Linked DNA regions of Zea mays: region 1 is linked to region 2. Evidence: chromatin contacts called from public Hi-C data. All regions are on one chromosome and are shown on one strand. The core of a region is the stretch at or near the end of the contact, and the rest is flanking DNA. Distances in the headings are between cores, read along the strand shown.

Region 1 (3,191 bases), core at 555-3,054, 200 kb after region 2:
TGGCCCTCAACTCGTTGCACAAAAACGGTTTGTTCTTTCTCTATCCTACAGCCTTTCTCTTCTCCCCGCACTTTCTCGGTTTGTGGCCGCTCGATTCCTCTGGTGCGCCTCCTTCTCCCGTCGTGTCGGCCGGCCACCACACCTCCTCCACCCTTCGCCGCCCGTCGTGCCTCCTCCCTCCACCCGTTGAGTCTCCTCCCTCTGCCGGTCGTGTTGTCTACTCCCGCCGCGCCAGCCAGCCACCACGCCTCCTCCTCCCTCCGTCGCCCGCCATGTGACCTCCCTCCGCCGGCAACCGCGGGCAAGGATGTACTTTTGCTTGTAAAAACCTTGTTACTGGAGCTATGAATCATTTTCTACCCAAGCGCCACTAAAACTCCACAGTAAAGTTGCTCCATCCTACAGTTTTGGAACAGAGCTGCTCCAAAGTAGAGCAGAGTCATGCCAAACAGGCCCTAAATATCCTGCAATTAATTCAATACAGTTTGGTTCTATACTTTACATGTTAAAAATTGCCACACATTTTAAGCCACACTTGACTAAAGTTAGGCACTTAAATTATGTGCCACAGTTTGCCACGCCTAAGGAAATATTGTCACACTTTTACAAGTTTATGCAGCGGGAGAATAGTCTTGGCTAAACTGTGGCTATAAACCAAACACATGCCTACCTTGGTCAAACTTGCCTAAACTTAGGCGTGAGGCAGCGAACCAAACATGCCCATTGATATCATTGTTAGAATGGGCTCAACATTTCAACATACCCGTACATCCAAAAATGCACTGCATAAATTCTCATGCTTGAGTTCAAAATATATCTTAGGTATCCTCCAAATACACACAAAAGAACAAGACCTTAGATCGCAATTCCACATCAACTACATAGTGCATGAAGCGCAGCTTCATTTCAATTTCACTAGGCAGGTTTTACCAAAACTACTATCAATGGGATCTAGAAAAACGAAACAATTAAACAACCAAAACTCCACAGCATGCAAAATACTAAAAATGAGGAGCAATATTCGCATAACTTACTCGCCAAAGTGTTGTACTCTAAGCCGTTTATTCTGCAGGTCTCTGTCTTCATCCTCTTCGTCCAGGTTGCCCCACCCAACCTCCACACTGCCACCCGCATGGGAGGCGTCTAGGATACCACCCAACATGTCTCGGAACCTGAGAGAAGGGATAGATTGTCCGCCCAAGGCCGTTTTCGCATCATGCGAGCTACCAGCGGCGTCGGGGTTCCACTCCGGCAGAACCGCCGTCCAGTTATGTGAGCTGGGAGCGGGCTCCTGCCGCGGCGGGAGGTGCCAGCTTCGCCACCCCAGCGATAGCGCGAGTTCCAGCTCCTCTCGCACCTCCTCATTCCCATCTTCCTCGTCACCAGTTCCACCCCCAACGCCCTGCACGCCCTTCATCCGGCCCTCATTCGCCATGCCCTCAGGCCAAAAGATCAAAACCAAACCCTAGAGCCATCCCAGCGCCACTTCCGGCCAGACAGACCCGAACGCTCCTCCCCCACGCGTAACACTATGGAACTCACCGATTTGACACCACGGTACGGTGAACTCCACCGGATTCGGTCGAATCGACCTGGCCCAGCCACGCACGGACACCGGTAGTGCTGGCGCGCACGAAACAGGAACGAGTCCTCGGCGAGGTGGGCGGGGACTACGTCTCGTCGCGTCCGTACACGTATGCTCGAGTGGTGCCGCACCAGCAGGGCGGATCTGCGCGGCGCAGAGACGACGGTGGTGGCGGCAGGCTAGGGAGGTAGATCAGGGAAGGGTGAGAGGGACGGCTCGGATCGAGGGGGTGATGCGGCGCGGCCATATTATATGGTTCGGTACACTGACGGGTAGGGCCCGGGGCATCGGGGCCAGATGCCAGTGGAGTAGTTTTCTGCTGGACCGTGTTCTTGCTTAGGCTTTGCTATTGGAAAAAATTTTGCTGCAGCGGGCTGTAAACCAGAATATTTACAGTCTGTCTCACAAAAAGGAGAATAGACCCCACCTACAGGTTTATCAGGTAACGTTTTAATTGTGTTGTTGCACCTGTAGGTAGGGTATATCCTCTTTTTTGTGAGGGACTGCAAACATTCAAATTTGCAGACGGCTGCACCAATTTTTTTTCCCGGTGCACTCTTTTTTTATTGTTTGTTAGTACTAATACCATGAATAGGATCGTTCCACTAAATTTAAGCAATAGACTTAAGATACATCATATAATTTTAGATGGAGTGATTCTTTAAACCAAATAACTTTAATTTTTCCCTTTATCGCACTATGCAGATACCTCACCTCATCACCTACTTTCTTCCTTCCATAACGGTTCTCTCTAAATAATCGCTCTATAACCTACTATTACTATCATAAAATGTCATTTTTCATACATATCTCTACTACTCTATATAATGGTAGAGTGGGCGTCCACCTTTTTTGGTGAAGCACGCCCCCGCCTCTGTCTCCCGCAATCGTCTCTCACTACCGCGATCCCCGCCCGTCCATCCCACGCCCGCGTCGTCACGTCCGCCATCTCCTCCTCGTCTGCAGTCCTCAGAAGGTGAAAGGGAAATGTGCCCTTGGGCCATTTCTATAATGTTTTGGTGATTAAGTGTCCAACACATAGTAAGTGAGTTCATATGTGCCAAACAAATAAAAAGTGCAAATCATATAACAAGGTATGTTTCTAGACTTAGTCATTGTTTTGAGTACTAATGTATTTTGTCTAAGTGCTAGAAATAGGAAGAAAAGAATTGGAAAAAGACTTGGCTCTGTGCAGCCAACTCCAGCTCGGCTTGGCACACTGGACTGTCCGGTGGTGCACCGGACAGTGTCCGGTGCGCCAGGCTGGTCCGCGTGAAAAGGCCACTCTCAGGACTCGACGGCGGCGTACGGCTATAATTCACCGGACCGTCTGGTGGTGCACCGGACTGTCCGATGAGTCATCAGCGGCGAACTCGTCGCCCTCGGGAAAAGCAAAAAGGCGACGTGGCTATAATTCACCGGACTGTCCGGTGGTGCACCGGACTGTCCGGTGAGCCAACGGTCGCCAGCGCAACGGTCGGTCCAGCAATCCGCGGGCGACACGTGGCCCGCAGCAACGGTCAGTTAGGGCACACCGGACTGTCCGGTGTGCACCGGACAGTGTCTGGTGCGCCAACCGATCCCGAGGACCAACGGTAGGATGTGC
Region 2 (3,639 bases), core at 729-3,228:
TCTCATATATGCGCCAGAGAAGACAACACATATAATAACAGAGTGTATAGAGATAAATGTCACAATATCATCAGAGTACTTATTACATAGCGGAAGTCTTACAAAATAAATGATAAAATAAAGCGAACTAAATATTATTCCCTGGCGCTACAAAGCTGACTAGGAGACGCCACCTAGATCAAGTCGAAAGCCTCAGTGTTAGGCGACTCCTCTTCGACCACCTGTTCTTCTCCTGTGGGGGGTGTGAGACAGCAAGGGTGAGCTCACACATGTTTATCGCTCAACAAGTTGTGGGGAATAATGTGCATGAACTCACCAAAGGTGGGAGTTCATGTGAAGTGTAAGACAAATCAATATAATAAAGGCTGAAGCTGAGCATTGCTTTTATAAGTTGGTCAAAATTTTATTAGCAGTTACTAAGTGTAAGTGAATACCAAACCATAGTAATAATAAGTAAAAGTAACAATAAAATAATCCCAATGCATGCGAATGACAACTTGAATTTAATTCCATAAATTAAGCATGTGTGTCCGAGCTGCTCATGACCGCGAGCATGGCTAGTATACCAGTTTTACAATCTGCAGAGGTTGCGCATCTTTACCCACAAGTCATGTTACCCATCTGCCAAGAGACGACCAATCCCATACACCTCTACCGAGGAGGCGAGGCAGGGTAACACTACGAGGCCTTTACAAAGTTCCACTAGCTTCAGAAAACCCGCTACAGTTTCTAGGAAGCTCCAATGCAGGGATCCCTCACCTGACCGCCATCGCAGCAAAATCAACCTAAGGACCTTCCTACACTGACCACTCCCTTACTGCCCTTGCCCCTTTCGGGTAAGGTAGTCCTCCACTAGCTTTCCTAATTAGTCAGCCAAGGGCGTCCCATACCACGCTTGTGGTAGCACTGTTTTCCCGGGTGGTTCTCCATGTTCCAATTAACATAATGATCTTATCATGAACCATAAATAACAAATGATAATAAAAGTATAATCATGAATAGTGTGTATCTCTATACCCAAAACCACATAAAACAATAGCAGGTACTACCCAAAAATTCAGTGGTAAACAAGGTATAAAGATAGTCAAACTAGGGTAACCAATTTGGTCCCATCAAAATTAACCTATGCACATCATTATGATTAAACAGAACATGACTGGGGTAAAAAGAAAGTGATCAAGGGCACAACTTGCCTTCAACGAGCTCCTGCTCAGCAGTCTCTACCAGCTGAAGCCCTGGATCCTCTATGGCTTGCTCGTCTACTCACATCAATACAAACATACATAGTATATAGCGGAAATTAACATCACACCAAACATTTAAACAAAATACATAATAATAATCTACACATTAAAATAAGATTTTAGGAACAAGAATCATTAATTTTGGAGTTCCAGATTTTAAGTTATGAATTTCCAAAGGTTTTATGTATTTGACATAAGATTAACTAAGAAATAAATCTTATTACTGTTTTCATGTCAGAACAGAGACACTAGGTGATAAACAATAATATTACAAAATTTTAGAAACTGAGAATTAATTTGTACTAAGCATTAATTTTCTACAAATTAAACAAGTTCTAGCATTTATTTATACATTGAAAATCCATTTCTATTATTAATTTCATATTTTCAATACTCTCTGGATTGGGCACCAATTTCTAAAGAGTACAAGGGCTCTGGCGCAAATGTTACTAAGACTCAGGCGACCCCTTTTACGGACGGTGAGTTGATAACTGTAAATTGTAAGGGTTCATATGATAATGCGCAATCGCGAAGAGGTACGGTTGAACACGGGTCGTTGGATCCAATATCTGCGCTCCAGATTAGACTTCACGCTAGTTATTCATCTGCGCTCAGCCCTAGTCGTCAGATCTGGAATTCACGATTCTGGTTTAATGACTCGAAGGGGTACGCCAAGATTCGATCTAGGCCATCCATCTAAGATCTACGGTTCGCACTCTCTCGACCATTCATCCAATCGTGACCGTTAGACATGAGATGAACGGTCCACCGTTCTTCTTCAACCTCCGGTCAGCCCGCCATGACATCGTCCGCGCGCTGCGCGGCGAACGCACCCCACACCAAGCGCCACCCACCGCGCAACTCTGCCGGTGAGGCCTAGACCCTGCGCACGCATCCCATTCCGCCCCTACGAATTGGCAAAGCACACGGAGAGGAAGCATTGCTCACCGAGATCTGGCGCGACAGGAGGAGCGGCCCGCCCCTGTTGACCAGCGACCCGGCCGAGGGTATGGACACCGGCGATGACACCAGGTGGCCCAGGGATACCGCGCTCGATCGGTACGGCCACAAAACTGGAAGACCACGCAAGGACCCCTCCCTTCGATTGCTCGACCCTCACTGCACGGCGATGAAGAACTCATGACGGCGCTGGAGTCACTCGGGGTCACCAGGTAAAGGGATGGCGGCCTTGCCCCGCGATCATATAGGGCCGGCTGGTTGGGTTATTGGAGCGTGTGGCGCCAGGAGTTATCGTGCAGGTGGTTGAGCTCAAGCCGTCTGGCCATGGTGTGGCGGAGACTGACAAGTTGGCCCCATGCTCCAGAAACGCGGACTCCGCGCAAGCGTGGGAGAAAAATATGCTGGCGAGTGGGCCCCATTTAGCCGCGACACGGCGTGGGCGCGAGAAATAGCCGTGGTGCAGGCCCCGCTGGTCAGCGTAGCAGCGTGAGGGAGGGAAAGTGGGTTTGGGCCAGCAGAGGCAGGGAAGTGGATGGGCCAAATGGGTGGCAGCCGGCCCGTTTCGCAATAGTTTTGTTTTCCTTTTTCTTTTCTTTCCCTTTTAAACTTTCAAATTCATAAATTCAAATTCCATTCAAATTAAAACTTAGTGGTTCATTTATTTCCTCATAAAATGTACATCCTAAACATGGTATGAGGAAATTTTATTTATTTATTTTGATTTTTTTATTTTGTGGTAACTAGTGCTCTTCTCCTCTAATTCCAAAATTCCAATTTAAGTCTTACTTCCAATTCGAGTACTAATATTTTTTTTACATTATTTTATATTGTCACAAAATGCACACAAAGTGAAAACTCAGCATGATGCATAATTTAGTGGTATGTCTTTTATTAATCAATTTTTCTTTTAAGTGAGGTGTTCACATGTGATGGTAAATAAAGAGTGCACATACAATAAGGAAATAATTTCTCCTTTAGTAATCTTACAATTTGGGTATTACAAATCCTACTCCCCTTAACAAGAATCTCGTCCTCGAGATTTAGGAAGGACTAGAGAGAAGATGGGGAAAATCTATGCGAATCTCTTCTTCTCTCTCCCAAGTAGCTTCATCTTCTCCATGATGACTCCATTGGACTTTGCACATCTTTATAACCTTATTTCTTGTAACTCAAGTCAAGGTATCAAGAATCTTGATAGGATACTCAGCATAAGTCAGATCATCTTGAACACTAAGGTCCTCCATTGGTAGCTGCTCTTCAGGTACCCTGAGACATTTCTTTAGTTGAGATACATGGAAGACATTATGTACATCCGCAAGATGATCGGTTAACTCAGTTGATATGCAACTTCTCCCACTCGCTTTAAGATCACGAAAGGTCCAATGAAGCGAGGGGATAACTTTCCTTTAACTTTAAATCTTCTCATACCCCGGAT

Evidence for each region. A called contact is a pair of places that touch in the nucleus more often than the background predicts.
Region 1: a contact with region 2 is called in a Hi-C map of leaf, with 5 times the contacts expected there. The contact joins the promoter of LOC100384416 here to the enhancer-like site in region 2. A contact is called at or near these places in 2 of 25 Hi-C or Micro-C datasets (leaf and tassel).

What each region holds. Positions count from the first base shown.
Region 1 is chr5:37,505,139-37,508,329 of Zm-B73-REFERENCE-NAM-5.0, forward strand. LOC100384416 reads right to left here and starts at 1,805. Exons shown (of 18, transcript NM_001362362.1): 1 at 1,035-1,805. The coding sequence starts at 1,435.
Region 2 is chr5:37,306,438-37,310,076 of Zm-B73-REFERENCE-NAM-5.0, forward strand. No RefSeq gene overlaps it. Among protein-coding and RNA genes, the nearest start is that of LOC103626241, 49 kb to the right of the region's middle. Within about 2 kb of position 1,979, at least 17 of the 20 cell types and tissues checked have an H3K27ac peak or open chromatin away from gene starts, as enhancers often do. A contact at or near this core is called in leaf and tassel, where this site is marked.